Linked DNA regions of Mus musculus: all the other regions are linked to region 1. Evidence: chromatin contacts called from public HiCAR-type and promoter capture Hi-C data. All regions are on one chromosome and are shown on one strand. The core of a region is the stretch at or near the end of the contact, and the rest is flanking DNA. Distances in the headings are between cores, read along the strand shown.

Region 1 (2,735 bases), core at 110-2,609:
TGCCACCATGCCCAGCTAAGCCGATTTATTTTTTGAAGGCTTATGACATTTGACTATGTGGGCTTTTTAAGAAAACCTTAAGCAGCAAATAAAGATAGGATTTAATCGCTCAGTTATGTAAATATGTTCCAAGTTAACAAACCTGCAAAATTTCCAAATGCAAACAATAAACCTAATTTTCTATGAATTTTAAAAACATACAACTAAGTCTACTATGTAGACAAGGTTTGAATATGAAAACTAATTCCATCACTGCCCCTAAACCTTGCCCTACTTAGCCAAGCCATTAGCAACCTGTTGTAGGGCTTGAGACAGGAGCACAAGGCTCCAAACGAAGAGTATTCGTGAGAGTTTGGAAAGCTTCCTTGGGTTGGAGCAGAGAGCGAGAGAACCAGGGGCCACCCATAACCAGCAAAGAATCACAGTTTCAAAAACACTTTTTCGTTTGATTTTAACAGCCTCTGATAACCCAATTAAAAGGGAAGGCAGGGCATTGATGCCCTTGCTGGAGAGTATTGGATTGTCATTCCAGAGCACTCTGGGACTGACAAACTGACAGATACCAAACTTCAGAGTTTTGGAAAAAGAACGGACATTTCTCCCTTTGGCTTTCAGGGACATGAGTGAGTGGGTCTCTCCTCCTCATCTGAGGAACCAGATGCCAGTGCAAAAGAAAACAGGGATTCTGCCCCACACCAAGAAAACCCTTGACAGAAGGTAGAAGGCCTTCCAGGTTTGGGCCGGGCCTCGGCGTGCCCCAGACACACGGTCCCATTTGAGGCCCCAACTAGCCTCGCGGCGACCGTGGACAGAGATCTAAGGTCCGAACAGGTCTGCCCTACCCCGGGGAACTCGGGTCACCTCTTGAGCCTCCCTCCCTTAGACGGGTCCCGAATAGACCTAGAGTCTTCAGCTGGGGCGTGGTCCCCGCCCCCCAGGGACGAGGGCATGGGACCCCTTCCTTCCCGGGGCCTGGCAGCCGGCAGCCGGGTCCGCGAGCGGCGGTCGGGCAGCGACAGTCCCTTCCGCCGGTCTGTCTGCCCTCCCGAGCCCCAGGTCTGACCCTGGTCCGAGCGCGCTCCTCACCGGGTCCCAGCGCCTCCATGGCGGCGACGGGGGCCGCCTCGCTCCGGTCCCCAGCGCCTCCCGCTCCGGGCCCCGCCGGAGCCGCGTAACGCTTGCTCTCTGGAATATTGGCGCTGAAGCGGCGCCGCGAAGACGCGGGCCGGGGGCGGGCAGGGGGCGGCGGCGGCGCCCAGTCCGGGGACAGGGACCCGACTCTGTCACGGCTCTTCCGGCCTCAGCGACAACAAAAACAATCCCGGCCGCTGCCGCCGCCGCCGCCAGCTGGAACGGGAGCGGGAGGCGGCGCGCGCCCGCCGGGCGGGGCGGGGGCGCCAGGCGCCTGCGGTCCCGGGTCCCGGCTAGCGAAGGGGGCGTGCGCGGCCCCGCACGCGCGGGGTCCAGCGAGCCTGACCGAGGCAGGGGGCGGGGTGCGGCAGGGACGGGCGCGCGCCCGGGGGGCCGAGCCCAGAGGACGCGTCAGGCGCGCGCCCGCCCGCCCTTCCACCAGCGGGCCCGCTCGCCTGCGGTCCCGCACGCCGCTCCGCCGGTCCCCATTCTGGCAACCTTCCTCCAAGTCGCCATCGAAAGAGCTGGATTCCAGTCCTTGATGACCCACAGGCAGCAGCCCTCCACTTCGTCCTGAGACTCACCTTAGGAACCTGTCCTCCATCGCTCCACCACCACCAGAGATGACCCCTGGACACTTCAGGCACAATCGGTCCTTCAGTCACCTTCAGTCATTCCTCCTACTCCACCCCCACCCTCACCCCGGACACCACATATCCAGTCACCTTCCTTCCCTGTGCAGGGAAAGCAGGTTCTGTTCTGGGTCCCAAGACTGGTCAACATGTCACCAAGGCAGCAGGTAGCTCAGCGAGTCAAGTGTCCTTAAAGTTTCCATTCAGGACTTCCAGTTAAGACAGGACCATAGGCTGTCTGGTCAACTAAACGGGCAACGGCAGTCTATTAGTTAAAAAGGCACAACACTCTCATTCTAGTTTGCTGGGGCCCACCATTGGGTACCTCAGCTTAGTGCAATAGAAATGCGTTTTCTCTCAGTTTTGCACACCGACAGTCTAATAAAATCAAGGCGAGTTGGGGCAGGGGGTGTGATTTTTCTCCTTCGGTTGTAGAAATCTATCTTCTTGTGCTATCACACGGTCTTCCCATGGTAACTTCTATTCAAACCGCTCCTTTTTGTTTGGTTGGTTTTAATTAATTTATGTGTATGAGTATTTTTTGCCTGCATGCATGTGTTTGTGCCTGGTGCCTCCGGAGACCAGAAGACCAAATCGAATCCCCTCGAAACAGGATTACAGATAATGTAAGCTGTGTAGGGGCTGAGAATCAAACCTGGGGCCTCTGCAAGAGTATGAGGTACCCTTAACCACTAAAGCCATCTCTACAGCCCCCAACTTCTTTTTCTTATAAGGAAGATGGCTCAGTGGGTAAAGGTACTTTATAACATTGACAGCCTGAGTAGGAAGTTGGAGAGTTCAAGGCCAGCCTTTGCTACCAAAGAATTTAAGGCAATCCATGTTTTAAGAGACTCCAGCCCAGTGTAGCCTTTAATCTCAGCACTAGGGAGACTGAGGCAGTTCAGAGCCAATTCGGTTTACTTATGTAGTGACTTCTAGGACAGCCAGGACTGCAGAGTGAGACAGAGGAGA
Region 2 (2,735 bases), core at 113-2,612, 2.8 Mb after region 1:
CCCTGAACTTTCCAGCACAGAGGCTGCGCTGCCCCTCCCCCAGAAGCCCCTCCCTACATGATGCAGACATTTTGGTCTCCTCTTGCTCCCTGCCTTCTCCACATTTTCTCTCTCCCTGCGGACTTCCGAATTTTCTCTTTCTCTTCCCCGTCCCCTCTGTCTCCCTCCCTATGGTGACTTCCCTGTCTCATTCCTTGGGACCAGTGAACCCACCCAAGAGCTGCCCCCTCAATAAACCTGCCTTTGTATGATTTAGCTGGGATTGGCTGATTTCATCAGCAGAGAATAATTTATCAACCTACTAAGTGCAAGGTGTTTCTTGTTGTCTCTTGAAATACAATAGTGAAGCCGGGCGTGGTGGTGCATGCCTTTAATCCCAGCAGAGGCAGGTGGATTTCTGAGTTCGAGGCCAGCCTGGTCTACAAAGTGAGTTCCAGGACAGCCAGGGCTACACAGAGAAACCCTATCTCGAAAAAAACACAGACAGACAGACAGACAGACAGACAGAAAGACAGTAGTGAATAAAAACTCTTAGCCCAGTAGGGCAATAATCCAGCTCTCAAGAGGCAGAAGCAGGAGGATCTCTTGCAAGGATCCGTGATTAGCAGAATAATGATACTGGAGACTCAAATAGCTAGCGTGTGCAAAAGCAAAGAGTTTTGTTTTGTTTTTTTATTCTGCAGAAGTCCAGCATGCAGGGGTCTACCATTTACCAAGATGGAGACACCCATGTGAGCGCACAGGCACAATTTAAAGCAGATTAGAATTCCTGGGGGGGGGGGGGATGACCTTTATCTTGATTGGTTGGCTCGATCTCTAGGAGTATGGGTGTCTTTGGGATTGGCTAGGGCTCTGGAGACTTCCCAGAACTGTTGGGGGAGCCTGGAAACTGTTGCTGGGGAGCCTGGAAACTGTTCCTGACTCTTTGCTCTTGCGGTGGTCACGTGGTACGGCGGCTTCCGATGGAGAGGCAGCTTCTGATTGGCTGCCCCGGGCCTGGTATTATTATTATTATTTTTTTTTATTTAGTAACCGACTTGAACAGTCTTGCCCAGGCCTAGAAATTTAGGTCTAGTCTCCACAACTACCAGTTTGAAGCCTGTCATGGAGTCAGCCTGTCTCGGTCCTCTCTGCGTTCCAGGCCAGCCTAGTCTACAGAGCGAGTTCCAGCACAGCCAGGGCTGTTACACAGAGAAATCTTCTCTTGAAAAAAAACACAAAAACAAGAGTCAGGCATGATGGTGGTTGTGTAACTGTCCCTCTGGGATTAAAACATTCCATCCCTCAGGGAGTCAAGCAACAGAAAAATAACTTCAAGAACTCCCTGAAACTGGACAGATTCCCCAAGTCCCTCCCTGCTGCAGGAAGCAGAGCTGAGCTTTACAGACTCAGAGCAGAAGAGCTGTCCTGAAGAGATGTAGTTCAGTGGAGGTACCAGGGAAAGGACTCTCTCCAGCCTGCAGGCTGTCACTCCTGCTGGCTGGGCCTGGATGGTGCCTGAAGGCTGCAGTGGGCTCCTGCTTTCCCAGCTCCTGTGAGCTTTCACTCCTGTTGGATGGTGCCTTTCAGTCATTTCTGCTGCTGTAAGTAGCCCATCACCCACATTCCTGTAAGTAACCCCAATGAAGTTCATTGTTTCACCAAGCTGGACTCTGGTGGTTTCTGTACTTTAGCCTGTCATGGGTTTCCTATCTGGGTGGGTAGAGAGGAGTATGCTGTGTTCCCCAGGAAGAGTTTTTGTCACACAACAGTGACACACATCTTCAATCCCAGTACCTGGGAGGCAGAGGTAGCCAGAACCACTGTGGGTTCAGGACAGCTTGATCTACATAGATAGTACCAGCCTATCGGGACTGTCAAAAAAAAAAAAAAGAAAAAGAAAAGAAAGAAAGAAAAGGAGGAGCTTAGAAGACCAGTTTATGTTGTCTGTTTGTTTAGTTTTAGTTTGGTGGAATCAAGAGAGTCATAAAGACAATAAAAACCAGCTTGGAGATGCTGAAAATGAGGTATCTCTGTGCTAGAGGCAGACATCTTCATCCTTTCCTTATGTGTGTCATACAGAAGGACATCTTCATCCTCTCTGTTTGCATGTCCTCCAAAACCCATAATTTTGAGAATTCTTTACCTTGTGGTTAACTGGTAGGAAGTAGAGCCTACCTTCTGCAATAGAATATGAAAATACCAATGGCTCGATTTCCCAGAATTCCTTGCAGATACAAAGGCCATTGTGTACACTTTGACAATCAGATGTACCACTTTGAAGAGGGAGTTACAACACCAATACCCAAGAACCACAGAGGACCCTTTCCCAGCAGCAGCGACAGTTACAGCAGTAGCTCCGGGTGCCATGGGACCATGCCTGGAATGGTATCACCATCACCTCGGTCCAATGCTCTTGTGCTGGCTGGCAGTCCCTGGTTGCCAAGAGCAGTGTTGGTGTCCTCTCTGGGACAGTTATGCTATGACTTTGGCTATTGTTCCTGGCTGCCTTCCATCCTTGTGTTTGAACTCTTCCTGTGAACTTCTAATATAAATTCATTTCTGCTTAAGTTAGAATCTTTTTTTTTTTTTTAAAGATTTATTTATTTATTATATGAAAGTACACTGTAGTTGTCTTCAGATACACCAGAAGAGAGCATCAGATCTCATTACGGGTGGTTGTGAGCCACCATGTGGTTGCTGGGATTTGAACTTTGGACCTTTGGAAGAGCAGTCGGGTGCTCTTACCCACTGAG
Region 3 (2,735 bases), core at 83-2,582, 2.8 Mb after region 1:
GTTTTATATTACATGGCCAACTCCAGTCTTAAGAATGGCTATTCAACTCCATGCTGAGGGAAAAAACAAAAACAGGGCTGGAGAGCTGGCTCAGCGGCTAAGAGCATTGACTGCTCTTCCCAAGGTCCTGAGTTCAAATCCCAGCAACCACATGGTGGCTCACAACAATCTGTAATGGGACCCAATGCCCTCTTCTGGCTTCAGTGTATTCATACAAATAGAGATGACTTAAAAAAAAAAAGTAAAAGAAAAAGAAAAAAAAAAATCAAACAACAACACAACAACAGAGCATGTTTTCTTTGCAGGGTAAATTACAAAATGATCTTCTGTTTTTGACATTATTTCTAGTCGAGGAAAATAAATAGTACTCATAAGCTCTGATAATGTCCCCCCTGAGTGACTGGAGGGCAAAAAAATTAAAATATATGAACTATCAAAAATATTCAAGATTCGCGTCACCTGGTCACATCTGGAAGCCACTGGGCAGTTAAGCTGGGCCACTCCAGGGCATGGGTCATCACCAAATCATAAAGAAAAGGGGTGTTCTTCTTCCATATTTTGTACTCCTCGTTGATCACCCGTTCTTCCACTGCGTCGTCAAAGGCCGCTAAAATGTTTTTAAAAGACAAATCAAGTTAGCGAACGTAAACGGAAAGGGCACAAACCTCTCCAAGCCACCGGCGTAGCGCCCGGATTTTGACAACGAAATGGAGATTCATCTTAATCTCCCAGGTCGCGGGCACCAACGCCACTCTCGGCCGCGGCGGGCCGGAAGTCCTGGGGCCACCCCAGCCGGACACTCCGTTACTCCTTCGGGGGCCGATGGTGTCCAACCCCGAACGAAGCACGGTGGCGCGCGCCAAGTCCGCCAAACCCGGGGAGGAGACCTGCGCATCGAGCCTGGGGATGGAGAGCGGCGCCCCGAGTCTCGGCAGGCAGAGGGACCGGCAGGGAGCCTCGTAGTCGCCTAGGCCGGAGACCTGGCGTCGCCTCGCATCCGCTCCGGAGGAGCTGCTGCGCCGTTAGCCCGCCCCGCCGGGGAGCTCAGTCCTCAGGCCGGCGTCGCTGGGACGAGGCTCGCCAGAGTCGGGCCTGCTCTCCGTCTCAGGCCGCGTAACAGGCCACGACACAGCCCTACAAGCCAGCACCGTCCCTTCCGAGCCGGCCTCGGCACACTCACCTTCCTTGTCAGCCATGGCGGCAGGAGAGCCGGGAGGGGTTGGGGGATCCCGGGGTCGTGCGTTGCAGGAGGGGCGGGGAGGCTACGAGCGCTCCACTCCGCGCGCGCGGCCTCTATTGTTTCCTGCGGCCCGTGCGTAGGGGGCCGGCTCGCGTGCCTTCGCGCCAACACCGACCAATGAGAAAGCGCGGGTCTGAGGGGTGGGCGGAGCATCCGCCTCGCGGCCTATGGAGACGCTCGAGAGTCGTTTTCTCCAGAGTCCCGAGGCGCGCGCGCTCCGCCCCTTCTCTCTCCCCCACCCCCCACCACAGTCCGGAGACTTCCACGGATTGCGCGCGCGCCCCGCCTGCCGGGATGAGGCCCGTGCAGATCACGTGACATACACCCTACACGCTCATGCGCAGCCATCTTCTTAGCAGGCCGTTATGCTGACAACTCCCTCAGGGTAGCGAAAGAATTTGGAAGTGTTTCCGGGTCTGGTTAGCAACTCGGAGGGCCAGACGAGGAGAAAACGCATCACCGTTTAGACTTACAGGTGCCTAATTCAAGGTGGCGTCTTTTAACTGACTCCCTCGGTACTAATAGTGATGAGTGCAGGAAATAAGATGCTGGTCTCTAAAACATGTTATAAAAGCGGCAGGACCGAGCCTGGCAGCCCGGCAGCCCGGCAGCCGCAAGCGGGTATATCCTTCCGCGAGCTTGCAGAATGGAGTCCTGGTCCTTTTAGACCCGCTGCCAAGGGGGTGGGGTGTAGAGCGGAAGTTATGGCGCGGGGCCGAAGTCTGGCTGATGAAGGGCGGAAGTAAGAGTACCAACTCCGCAATCATGGCTCAAGAGGAGGAAGATGTTAGAGATTACAATTTGACGGAGGAACAGAAGGCGACCAAGGACAAGTATCCTCCAGTCAATCGAAAATATGAATGTGAGTAGGTGGCCCACATCTCTTGCATTCGGACAACCTGCGGCTTCCTGCTTCGCCCACTTCTTTGCCCTAAAGGTGCTCTGGCGTGATCACAGTGTGCCCCTCTTTGGACCCAATTTAGGGGGAAAGTGAAGAAAAAGATCACCTTACTAGAGAATGAAGAAACCCGAGGCCGTATCCCCTGCCCCCATCCATTCTAAAAGTCCATGTGTGCCTGAATCACACTTACCTTTGGGGATAGAGTTAAATGGTGTGGCGCTGGTCCAACATTTATCATTGTAAATTATACTTGTGCATTAGTTGTATTTTTAAGTGATTTCTGGGTTGTCCTCGAGTTTCTCCCAGTAGGGAATAGTGTGACCAGGTTAGAGTAATCAAGACATACCTTTTTCTGTGCGTGCGTGCGTGCGTACGTGTGTGTCCACAGCCCAAGATTGGATCTTATTACGTACTGCAACTTTTGCATCACGTTAAATTTTTTTGAAAGATAAAAATTTAGCCGGGGGCTGGTGAGATGACTCAGTGGGTAAGAGCACCCGACTGCTCTTCCGAAGGTCAGGAGTTCAAATCCCAGCAACCACATGGTGGCTCACAACAAGATCTGACTCCCTCTTCTGGAGTGTCTGAGGACAG
Region 4 (2,735 bases), core at 66-2,565, 2.7 Mb after region 1:
AATTCCCCCAGACTAGGGAGCCAAGAATTCCCACACAGGCCCAGGCAGCAGATTTTTCTAAACTGAAGCAACAGGTTTCTTTTACAAGAATAGTCTATTAAAGCCTGGGGCTCTTAACAACCACGGGGGGGTGGGGGGGGGAGGACAAAAAACAAAAAATGAGGGCAGCCGGTGAACTCCGTCCTCATTTGGTGGCCCTCTGAAGAAGGGCTCACCTTAGGTGTCTGCAGCATTCCCTGCGGCCCTGGATGAAACCCAGCAACGGTGGCCCAGGGATACCTTGCGAGGATGCCCGCGGGCCTCCCCGTCGGGAACACTACCCGCCCGCCCGCCGCGCCCAGGGCCTCTGCACTTCCCTCCTCCTCCCACTCGGGAGAGCGAGTCCTCGCCTCCCCGCGGATAGCGGGAGGAGCGCGTGTTCCCTCCGCGCCCCTCCCCCCAGGGGCGACCCAGGTCCCCCCGCGGGCTCCGCCAGGGCACCCGACCTCAGGGGACAGACGCTGACTGCCACATCTCGGCAGGCTGCGGCCCGCGGTCGCCCGGAGTGGGTCGCCCTCTCCCGCCACGACGCCCCGCGGGAAGCCCGCCATCCCCGCTCTCCCTAGCAACAGCCTCCCGCGGGGAAGGCAGGCACCGGGAGAGGAAGACCCCCCCCCCCGCCCCCACTGGCAGGGCCGGCGGCCCGAGGACCTGACAGCTCCCTTTTCCTCAGCGGGATGAGGGGCGTCACTCGCCCACGGATGTGGAGGTGGGGGGCAGGGACAACCTCCCCGCCCGCCATCACCTCTGGCGCGAGAAGCAGCCCTTCCCTCAGCGAGACGAGCTTCCCTACTCCTCACGGGGGCAAGACGAAGAACGCGGCCCTGTGGAGAAGCAACAGGCGGCCCGCCCCCTCCCCCCCGACCCCTCGCCTAGACGACGGGCGCCGACCCTTACGTCCCGCCCGCTCTTCACCTCCGGAAGCCGGGCCAAAAGCCTGGGCGAGCGGCAGCACCTCACTCCGCCCCCTGCGCCATTTTATCGCCCCCTTCACGACCTCCCCCACCCCGAGGCAGCGGGGCCAACACCAGGGGGAGGGCAAGCAAGCAGTGATTGGCAGGAAACCGCCCCGCCCCTGAGAGGGTGCGTCATGGGCGGCCTTCCTAACCCCGCCCCCCAGCTCCACCTACACTGTTTTGGTTTTTTTTTTTTTGGATGGTTCCGCCCCTTCCTGTTTCATCGATTCTTTCGACTCTCTGCTGCTCCTGACTCGGGGATGCTCGGGGAGAGGAGGGGACAGACAGAATCTAGGCCTAGCAAGCGGAGCGACGAGCTCAGCTGATGCAACCCGACGGGACTAGCGTGACAGTTCCCGGCACGCGGAGACGACGGCGAACGAGGAAAGGGCGCGGGTGCCGGCTGAGCGCGGGAAACAGAGACAGCGGAGCCATGGGTGATGCTCCAAGCCCTGAGGAGAAGCTGCATCTTATCACCCGGAACCTGCAGGTCAGGCCTTGGTGGGGGGTTGGGATGCGCCGTTGGGTACCGAGAATTTGAAGTCCCATGATTCCCGATGCCAATCCCTAAACGAGTGGGGCCGCGGTCTCCGCGCCTGGGCGGCTCTACGGCCCTCTCTGCTAGTTGATCAGTCAAGCAGCCATTCTCAGGGTGCAAGAGAAACTCCAGTGGGCTCACCCTTTGTGTGCACGTAGCTTGTGCTCCAGCCATTCCTGGGGCTGGGAACCTCATTCCACCCATCCTATTCCATGCCGGGAGCACTGCTAGGCTCTAGGGAGTCAGGGCCATGTCTTTCCAGGACTCTGGCGGAGAGAACCGGAAATTTAAAAGGACCTATAACCCAAATAAAACACGTACTGAAAGTTCCTATGACTGAAGTTCTGAAAAGAAATAAGGGGCGAGCTGGCCGAAGAGATGGCTCTGAAATGGAAAGAAAGTACTGCTCTTACAGAAGACCCGTTTTCAGTTCCCAGCACCCATGTCAGGTTATTCGGTACGGCCTGTATCAGGGGATCTGACGTCCTCTTCTGGCGTGTGTGTGTGTGTGTGTGTGTGTGTGTGTGTTGTGTACACGCGGGCGCTGAGAACTGCATTTCAGACAGGGAAGACCCAAGGGGAAGCAAGAATATTGTAGAACAGGGAGAAGGCTAGGCTCAGCTCCGTGGTAAAGCATGAGTAAGGCCCTGGACTCAGCCTTCAGTGCCCTCACACACCCTTTGTCCAAGGACACTGATTTAAATGGAATAAAGCAAGCACAGTACTGCTCGGCCACCACAACTCCCTGCCAACAGAACCGTTTCCATCCCTGCCTGCCCGTGCCTCTGATGTTCCTCCACAGAACCTATTGCTGTCCTTTGACATGTTCTCTAAGGAGAGACAGGTAGGAGCCAAGTCATGAGGGGCTTGTAAACTTTGTTTTACAAGCCAGATAAAGACTGGACTAGAATTACGCTAAGGGCGGTTGCACCACCAAGCTATTTTTTTTTTTAAATTTACCTATCCTGGGTGTGGTGGTACATGCTACCTGTAATCTTAATACCTGAGAGTCAGAGACAGGGGGGTGGCTGCAATTTGGAGGCCAGCCTTGTTTACATAATGAGTTCCTGGCTAGGTAGAGCTCTATACAGAGACCCTGTCACTAAGAACATTCATTCACCTCTTCGAAGGGTACATTTTAGTCAGTTCTTGTATACCCACAAGGTTAAAGTTCTAGAATATTTTTATTCCCAACTCCCCCG
Region 5 (2,735 bases), core at 121-2,620, 2.5 Mb after region 1:
CACACAAAGTCCTGGTGTTGTCAATTCCAGCCGTCATATTTTTCTGTCCTTCTCTTTCTTGGGTTCTTGGCAGCATTTGTCACAATTGACGGCTGACCACTTCCTCTTGCAAACAAATTGTCTTGGCATCTATGACATCACACCTGCTTGATCATCTATGACATCATACCTTCTTAGGCCACTAGACCCTGTTCTTAGTTTTCATTACCGGACATTTCTTCCAATGGGCTTCGTTTGCTGTGTTGTTGTAATCTCAAAAGTTTAAAGAGTTGCGGATCTGGTTTTAAGTATTGGCCAGGAAAAAAAAATCAAACAACTTACTATGTTCACATATCTGTTCCTACATTGCACGATCCCCACCCCCATCTCCTTAAGGCATGCTAGACAAGTGAATCACTGTAAGCCTTCACTGCCATTCCTTATTAATAACAAGACACTGTTTTTATCTTTAAAGAAAGATGCATCAAGATGATTGTTTTAACCAATGAGATTCAAGCAAAACTGGGCAGAACTTCCTAAGCAGTCTTCTTAAAATAAGACATTTTTCTTCCCACCGTTTGGAATATGGCAGAATGAGGTGAGCTTAAGACAGAAGCTTGAACTGTCGATCTTCGGACATATTTTTCATGGAAAGAAAATTCTCTATCATAAGCCTCCCTCTCTCATTTCTCTAAGCCAAAATCTAATCCTGACCTGGCTTTGCTGCTGTTGAAGGTATTTGCTTTTCTCATCACCAAGCCTAAGGGTCTTTTGTTAGAGGAACTGGGGAAGGGGGACTGAAAGAAACCATTTCTAGAAGCGAAATTGTTGGGCCTCTTTCTACCAACAGTGACTAACCAGAGTACCTGAGAGATACAGCTTAGGAGTAAGTTCACTAGTTGACAGAAAACAGCAAATGCTAGAATGAAAACTCTGGACTCATTCTTGAAGATAGGGGAGCCTGCCTGTCTTATCTAGAAGTGCGGCTCACTTTGAGGATCTTCAATGAGTGACTATATTCCTTACCACTTAATGGCTAGCATCAACAGAAATGTTGGGCGGTGGATCGGCGGGAATCACTACCAGATCAACGCTCGTCTTCTTTTTACAGACGAAATGAAGGCATCCTCATTGAAAAGAAGACCCCTGACTCCTGGACAAGGAACGGAGGGTGGAGCCTGTGCAAAATATGGCTGCGCCGGACCACCTGACCGCAGAAGGCGGGGCTTCGCCGCAGCCTGCAGGCCCCGCCCTCCAGGCCCCGCCCAGCTCCTCTCGCGGGGCCGCGCGGGTTGTGAGGTGTCTGAGGCCGGCGCCTGCGCAGTTGCCCGCGGCGCGCGGGGCGGAGGCTTTATAACCACTTCGTAGCGGCTGGTCGGCTTCTGTCTCTGGGAGGACTGCCGAGGCGGTGGCGGCGGCGGCGGCGGCCGGGGCGCCGGCTGGGAGGGGGCGCTGAGGCGGGAGCTACGGCGGCGCTGGGCGCCCCTGGCTCCTCAGCCTCTGCGGGCCATGGGCTCCGAGAAGGACTCCGAGTCGCCGCGCTCCACCTCGCTCCATGCGGCCGCCCCCGACCCTAAGTGCCGCAGCGGCGGCCGGCGCCGGCGCCTCACCTTCCACAGCGTCTTCTCCGCCTCGGCCCGCGGCCGCCGCGCCCGGACCAAGCCTCAGGCCGAACCGCCGCCCCCGGCTGCGCCGCCGCCGCCGCCGCCGCCCGCTCCGGCCCCGGTTGAGGCTCAGGCCCCGCCGGTGGAAGCTCTGCCCTCCGAGCCCGCTGCCGAGGCTGAGGCGGAGGCCGTGGCTGCCGGGCCGGAGGAGGACGAGGCGGCGGAGGGCGGCGGCGCGGAGGAGGTGGAGTGCCCGCTGTGCCTGGTGCGCCTGCCGCCCGAGCGGGCCCCGCGCCTCCTCAGCTGCCCGCATCGCTCGTGCCGGGACTGCCTCCGCCACTACCTGCGCCTGGAGATCAGCGAGAGCCGCGTGCCCATCAGCTGCCCCGAGTGCAGCGAGCGGCTCAACCCACACGACATCCGTCTGCTGCTGGCCGACCCGCCGCTCATGCACAAGTACGAAGAGTTCATGCTGCGCCGGTACCTGGCCTCGGACCCCGACTGCCGCTGGTGTCCGGCCCCTGACTGCGGGTGAGCGCGGGGGCGTGGCCGCGGGGGTCGTCCCGGGTGCAACGGGTGTCACACACCTTGAGGGAGGAGAGGATGGTGCCCAGCAGGAGGTAGAGGACGGACGATCACGAGTAACCGACCCTCAGACCAGCCTTGCAACCGGTCTGATGGCACTCAGCACCCTATACCTACTTGCTTGAGGTGGCTTGAGGTGGTGGCTGAGTGCTAAGAGAAGGGAACTGTCCATTAAGTCAGAATATCCGGGTGAGCAGGGGTTTTTTTTGTTTTGTTTTGTTTTCTTTCTCTTTGCCCAGGAAGGGAGAGGTGTGTGTATGTGCGTGTTATCGTAATGATTGAGAAGGAATATTTGTTATAGGAGAGAGAATGAAAATGTCCTACTGAAGGGGCCGCGCTTCCGAGGGGTGTGTCCATATGGCTAGGGGCGCACTTAGCAGCAGCATTGCAGAAGGCGTGTTCTTCCACACAACCGCTGCTGAAAGTTGAGATGCAGATGATGAGAGAAGGCAGCTCACTAACAGCTCTAGGGGCACCCTGGGCACTGCGTGCTGTGCTAAGCCACTGGCAGGCACCTTGTGGTTCCTAACGTGCTGCCGAGGGCAAAGTCACAACAGACTTTTTGAC
Region 6 (2,735 bases), core at 145-2,644, 2.5 Mb after region 1:
GTGCCGGGCACCAGAACGCAGGCCCTCACACTTGAGTGCTAGACACCAGTGACTGAACTTTGCCCTGCCCCTTAGTTCACAGTGTTACTTGTAATCCTGTGACCATGTAATTATATAGTGATCAGCTCTTACTTCCGCTTCCGGTCTTAAAAAGGACACAATAAACCCCTGCTTCCTTCAAGGCCACTAAGAGAACCCAACCAGATCAAGCTGGCTCCCATGAAAATCCAGGATGAGCAAGAAGTATGAATGTTAGTTTCTCTTTTTTCATTTGAATTTATTTCTTATTTTCTGTGTGTGAACATATATGTACGCGCAGATATGTGTACCACAGCACACATGTGGAGCTCGGTGGACAACCTGTGGGAGTTGGTTCTCTTCTTTCTTTCATTGGGGGTGGGGTCTTGTTAATCAAACGCAGGTCCTCAGAGTTTGGTGGCAAGTGTCTATACTAGCTGAGCCATCTGGCTAGCTGGTTAACATCATTTACCACTAGGGTGTAGAAAATGGTTGCACTGTGCCTGTGGGGCAAGAATGGTTTCCTAATCACACTTGCACTTACAGTTGAGAAAGGCTCCTTTGGGACAGGATGAAACTTTGACACACCTAAAAGCTGGCGACATCATTGCCTTGTTCAAGACAGGCTCATCTCTCTGGATAAAAACTGTCTTTCTGCTGACTTAAAAGTCAGGAAGGTTGTCTGTGTTCATATATGCATATGTGTTTTATTTTTACAGTCCTGGGGATTGAGCCCAAAACTTCTGTCTCTGTACTATAGCCAGCCCCAGCTATCTTCATTTTCATTTTGGGACAAGGTCTCATTAAACTGCCCAGGCTGGCCTTGAATTCACCGTCGTGGCCTTGACAAGCTTTAAATGTGATCTTCCCAAATAGCCAAAGTTATGGTGCTGTTCAATGGGGGTGTTCTGGAGGGAGAGGGTGTCAGATTACAAACTTGTTGGAATTTACTTAACCAATCTTATTATTAGACATCAACATCTTTGTCAGGAACTCATTACATATTCCTTGTTTCTGCCTTTGAATTCTTGGAAGTGGAATTACTGGTCCAAAGGTTACGTTATTGCCAATTTGTTTCCTGGGAGTGATTTTACCCACTTACACTCTCACAGGCAATTTTACGGGGCTCAAACAGAGACTCTGGAGTTATTAACTGTCAAAGGCCAAACTAGAACTTCACCCGCTCCAGGCTTCCTTCTCGTTTTTCCCGCCCACTCCATACACCAGCCGAGAGCCGCACGCGCTCTGTTGCCCCAGCTCTTCCCAGGCTGGCCCGCCTCTTCCTCGTTCCCAATTCTGCCCAATCGGAAACAGAATTTTCTTAGTCTCGTCGTACGATTGGTAAATGAAAGTGCCCGTCAAGTTCGGGGGCGGGTAGAGAGGGTTGACGGATGCGGCGAGCGACCAGTGTGAGCCCGGAGTAGGATGTACGCTGGCCTGGAAGCGCTAGACCTGTGAGGTGTGCGGCTGGCTGTTGGAGTGAAGCTTTGGAAGACATGGCTCCCAACGTGTTGGCTTCCGAACCGGAGATTCCGAAGGGCATCCGGGCCGTGTTGCTGGGGCCGCCCGGGGCTGGCAAGGGGACGCAGGTGAGTGTCGGTTCCGTGTCGGGCGGTGGAGCCCGAGAAGCTACAAGGTCAGGGCGGTCGGAGAGCCGGAAGCTCCTTTCCCGCCCCGGAGCTGGGTGGTGAGCCCTGGCCTGCAGGGACCCTCGCGGGGTCTCCAGTTGTGGCGCGGTGTTTAGGGGAGGGTCCCAGTCGCAGTAAGGGGGAGGCTGGGTGGAGGTTCTTGGGGGAACCCAGGATCGTGTTAGGGCATCCAGGGACTGTTACTTGAAAATTGTGAAAGGCAGGGCGATCCCCCAGGCTGAAGCTCTGGATCACAGGCCCGAATGGGAGAAAGCTTTGTGACCAAGTCGCCCTCGGAGTTGAGAGCGTATTGCCCTGAGTCAGGGATAATTTCTAGGCATAAGGGGGTGAAACTTTTAATTTTTTTAATGGCTAATGATTAGGGGTACTAAGAAGTCTCCACGTGGGGCAGAGTGGTTACTGGTGTATGCCTATCGAGGCGTTCTGCCAAGAGTGAGGCATGAGCCGCGGGAGCCACCAGTGTTGTTGGGGGTGGGGGGATGGGAGAAAACCTTTCCAGCTGGCCAGAAAACTGGAGGTGAATGTATAGATTCGGTTCATAAGCCACGGGCATCATGGGGGGTTGTGAGTGGGGCAGGGAGTGCTCATGGAGCAGCATGAGATGGCTCTGATGGTTGTAATTGAGCAATTGAGGGCCGCTAACGTGCTAGATCAACAGGTAAGAAAACAGGTGTAGAGGTCCAGTGACTTTTCAAAGTTAGTGAAATCGGTTTCACAGAGGCCTCAAGGATTGCCTTCTGCCCCACTGCAGAGCCTCCCTTGCTTGGCATCTGGGCCATAGATCAGGGCTGGGATTTATGCTGGCACGTAGGGCTTGGAAGCTCATATGGTGGGCCGTTGGTGTCACTTTCTTGCCCAGCCTTTGGCCACAACCACCCACCCCTCAACTCTACCTCCCCATCAGACCCCAAGCTTTGATGATCACTATGCTCTAAAGAGGGAATTCTTTCAAGGTTGCGTTCCCAAGCAAATGAGTGCTGTCCTCCCTCTTCACAGCACTGCTGAGTTTATTGTTATGTTTTTAAAGATACCTCCCCTCTGTCTCCCTCCGTCTCCCTCCCTCCTTCT
Region 7 (2,735 bases), core at 78-2,577, 2.4 Mb after region 1:
GGTACTCCGAAGTTCCCACCTGGAGTGCTGGGGAGACCGTGAAGGTGGAGATACTGTTCTTTTCTCAAGTCAGGAAACACAGGGAGGGCAGATGTGGGGGCAAGGACCAAGAATTGGAGATAAAGGGGACAATCTAGTAAATATCAAGTAAACAAATACCAATACCGAGAGAATGGGAGGTCTCCTACAGAGAAGAGGACAGGCAACCAACCCACACCCATTTCCATCCCCTCACCGAGGTGGCCTGGGAGGCCCCCAGAGTGAGCTCCTCCAGCAGATCCCGGGTGCTGAAGCCCTCCTCCACCATCACAAAGTCCGATTCACTCAGATAGCCAGCCATGCTGAGCAGGAGGAGCCCAGGGGCTGGAGGAAACCGCTGCCTTGGAGCACCGCTGGCTGCCTTGGCCACCGCCTTAGAAAGTATGCAACACACTGTGGGGAGAGGGAGATGGAGGAAACCGCTGGGGAACAGGCTGCATCCCTCACCTCCCCAGGCCTACGGTCCCTGCCCAGTCATGTTCTGTGCCCTTGCCCAAGCCTGAGAAGCCGAGGTTCGCTGGGAATGGTGAAGTTATGTCTGCTAGAGCCTCAATTACCCCCATCTGTTAAATGGGATTGGTTTGGAGTTCTTTTCCAGTTCTGAAATTTGAAATTGGAAGAAAAAAAATGTGGGGACAGATCTGAGAAACCTAGTTGGGGAAGTCTCCTTCCAATTGAAGGATTTCTCCAGTCCAGACTACACCTACCTAAAGGGCCAAAAAAAAAAAAAACAAAACCCGTGAGCTTGAGTTCGAGTCGGCTCTCTGCTTCATGACCTTGGGTCAGTTTCCCCATTTATAAAAGGTTGGTCCTGACACACTAAGAATGCTCTATGAGCCACGGGTGGGTTCTGTCCGCGGGACGGCTCTCTCAAGTGCAGGGCGGGGGTCCCGCACCCCAACCCCAGGCCTCCTTACCAAGCCCCGTCCTCCTTCGCGGGGGCCAGAGCCAGGCGCGCTGCTAGGGGGGGTCGCCGGTGACCTCGAAACTTGTGCAACACCCCGAGGAGGAGTGGCAATTGCGGAGCCGAGGCCCCTGCTGAGAGGAGGCAAGGGGGGCCGGGGGAAGGGTCAGCGCCCAAAGCCGAGGACGCCCGCTCCCCGAGGCTCCCCCCCAGCCATCTCCTGCACTCGCCTTAAAACGCATTTACACGGCTTCGGCCCATAGGTCTCCCCAGCGAGTGAATCGGATCCTCGGCGCCTCCGCTCGCTCGCTCCCCCCGGCTCCGGCCCCGCGGCCTGCGCCCCGCGCGCCCAGCAGCCACCGACCCCACGCCCCGCCTTGCGCCCGCCGCTCGCTTATATAAGCCCCGCCCTAGCCCCGCCCCGGTGCCCTGGCCCCGCCCCTGCCTGCTCCGTAGCCAGGGCAACCGGGTGCCGCCAGCCCATTGGTCGATTCGGACATAAAGCATTCAGCCCTGCGAGGCTGCTCCGCAAAGCTGCGCAGCTAAGCAAGCTGGCTGACTGATGTCCGCGGAGGTCCACGCGGGGAAATCCTTCGAATCCTAGGCGTCTACGTGGTCTGAGCCGCAGATCCTGCGTCCTGCGTCTCAAAAAGTGACTCCGGAAAACTTTTCTGTCCCTGGCTGAAGTCGATGGCCCCCTGCTCCTCCCCTGGTGAAGTTCTGGCTCCGCCCTTGGAGCCCAAACCTCTCCTGTCTTATTTTGTAATATGACCTTTTACTTAATCGCCTCTTCTAGGCATTTTAAACTCCCAACTCAAATGCCAGCTAAAATGTATTCAAATAGAATTTTTGTGGCTTCACGAGCTCGGGGTGATGCCTTCATTCTCAGAATCCACAAGACTCTGGTGAAATGTGGCTTCGACTCAAAGCATGTCTCCTCTTCTATACACAAATCCCTGTTCATCCATCAGAGTCCAGTGTAATATCTTCCTCTATCGGACCATCCCTGGCCCCGAAACGCAATGGGACTCACAGTCCTTGTCTCTGTCTGACCCCTCCCCTCCTTCCCTTGAGCCTTAATATCAGTTGCTGAGATACCCGCACCTGCTTTCCTTTTTTTTTTTTTTGCCTGATAAAACATCTCAGCTTTGTGCACTCCAAGGGCAGGGACTGAGAGCCGGGCTCCTTGGAGTGCTTAGCATGCGCAGGGTGTTGCTCAGAAGCTAATTCAAGAGTTCTCCGGGTAGAAGTCCGAATGCTGCTTGTCTCTGCGCATGTGGCTGCTGACTGGGAAGAGACAGAATGGAACCTTTCCGGTGCTTGGTAATGGTTACAGGTGTGTGTGTGTGTGTGTGTGTGTGTGTGTGTGTGTGTGCGCGCGCGCGCTCCTTGAGTTATACACATATGATTAATGCCCTGTTGTACCTGTTATGTATACTACGTTAAGAGTTTGCAAGTTTTAGCCGGATGTGGTGGCGCACGCCTTTAATCCCAGCACTTGGGAGGCAGAGGCAGGCGGATTTCTGAGTTCGAGGTCAGCCTTGTCTACAAAGTGAGTTCCAGGACAGCCAGGGCTATACAGAGAAACCCTGTCTCGGAAAAAAAAAAAAAAAAAAAAAAAGAGTTTACAAGTTTTAAGCCAGGCATGGTGGCCCATAGCTTTAATCCCAGCAAATCTCTTAGTTCGAAGCCAGCCTATTCTACACAGAGATCTACTACCAGAGCTACACAGAGAAATCCTGTCTCAAAAAAACAAGAAAAAAAATTACAAATTTTAAGAAAACCCTTGGTA

The links. Promoter capture Hi-C pulls out the DNA fragments that hold promoters and counts their contacts. HiCAR-type assays count read pairs that join an accessible place to other places.
Region 2: a contact with region 1 is called in a promoter capture Hi-C map of liver, with 3 times the contacts expected there. The contact joins the promoter of C330020E22Rik here to the promoter of Ago4 in region 1. A contact is called at or near these places in 3 of 39 promoter capture datasets (the C10 cell line, hippocampal neurons and liver).
Region 3: a promoter capture Hi-C map of hippocampal neurons shows a contact between it and region 1, with 3 times the contacts expected there. The contact joins the promoter of Rbbp4 here to the promoter of Ago4 in region 1. A contact is called at or near these places in 3 of 39 promoter capture datasets (hippocampal neurons and liver) and 1 of 115 datasets of contacts at active chromatin or transcription factors (astrocytes).
Region 4: a HiCAR-type map of astrocytes shows a contact between it and region 1, with 5 times the contacts expected there. The contact joins the promoter of Yars here to the promoter of Ago4 in region 1. A contact is called at or near these places in 2 of 39 promoter capture datasets (the C10 cell line and pre-B cells) and 1 of 115 datasets of contacts at active chromatin or transcription factors (astrocytes).
Region 5: a promoter capture Hi-C map of liver shows a contact between it and region 1, with 3 times the contacts expected there. The contact joins the promoter of 1700086P04Rik here to the promoter of Ago4 in region 1. A contact is called at or near these places in 5 of 39 promoter capture datasets (the C10 cell line, hippocampal neurons, liver and 2 more).
Region 6: a promoter capture Hi-C map of pre-B cells shows a contact between it and region 1, with 5 times the contacts expected there. The contact joins the promoter of Ak2 here to the promoter of Ago4 in region 1. A contact is called at or near these places in 3 of 39 promoter capture datasets (hippocampal neurons, liver and pre-B cells) and 1 of 115 datasets of contacts at active chromatin or transcription factors (astrocytes).
Region 7: a promoter capture Hi-C map of pre-B cells shows a contact between it and region 1, with 3 times the contacts expected there. The contact joins the promoter of Azin2 here to the promoter of Ago4 in region 1. A contact is called at or near these places in 4 of 39 promoter capture datasets (the C10 cell line, cranial neural crest, hippocampal neurons and 1 more).

What each region holds. Positions count from the first base shown.
Region 1 is chr4:126,532,099-126,534,833 of GRCm38.p6, forward strand. Ago4 (argonaute RISC catalytic subunit 4) reads right to left here and starts at 1,360. Exons shown (of 18, transcript NM_153177.3): 1 at 1,087-1,360. The coding sequence starts at 1,105.
Region 2 is chr4:129,381,357-129,384,091 of GRCm38.p6, forward strand. It overlaps C330020E22Rik (RIKEN cDNA C330020E22 gene), which reads left to right and starts at 1,363. Exons shown (of 3, transcript NR_151530.1): 1 at 1,363-1,609.
Region 3 is chr4:129,334,038-129,336,772 of GRCm38.p6, forward strand. It overlaps Rbbp4 (retinoblastoma binding protein 4, chromatin remodeling factor), which reads right to left and starts at 1,333. Exons shown (of 12, transcript NM_009030.3): 1 at 1,181-1,333; 2 at 460-607. The coding sequence starts at 1,196. It overlaps Zbtb8os (zinc finger and BTB domain containing 8 opposite strand), which reads left to right and starts at 1,931. Exons shown (of 7, transcript NM_025970.4): 1 at 1,931-2,102. The coding sequence starts at 2,006.
Region 4 is chr4:129,188,588-129,191,322 of GRCm38.p6, forward strand. Yars (tyrosyl-tRNA synthetase) reads left to right here and starts at 1,316. Exons shown (of 13, transcript NM_134151.5): 1 at 1,316-1,485. The coding sequence starts at 1,429. It overlaps S100pbp (S100P binding protein), which reads right to left and starts at 992. Exons shown (of 7, transcript NM_001379590.1): 1 at 955-992.
Region 5 is chr4:129,056,783-129,059,517 of GRCm38.p6, forward strand. It overlaps 1700086P04Rik (a long non-coding RNA gene), which reads right to left and starts at 1,371. Exons shown (of 2, transcript XR_868180.3): 1 at 1,006-1,371. Rnf19b (ring finger protein 19B) reads left to right here and starts at 1,362. Exons shown (of 9, transcript NM_029219.2): 1 at 1,362-2,114. The coding sequence starts at 1,489.
Region 6 is chr4:128,991,830-128,994,564 of GRCm38.p6, forward strand. It overlaps Ak2 (adenylate kinase 2), which reads left to right and starts at 1,395. Exons shown (of 7, transcript NM_016895.4): 1 at 1,395-1,607. The coding sequence starts at 1,515.
Region 7 is chr4:128,961,128-128,963,862 of GRCm38.p6, forward strand. It overlaps Azin2 (antizyme inhibitor 2), which reads right to left and starts at 1,328. Exons shown (of 11, transcript NM_172875.4): 1 at 1,174-1,328; 2 at 957-1,077; 3 at 236-432. The coding sequence starts at 340.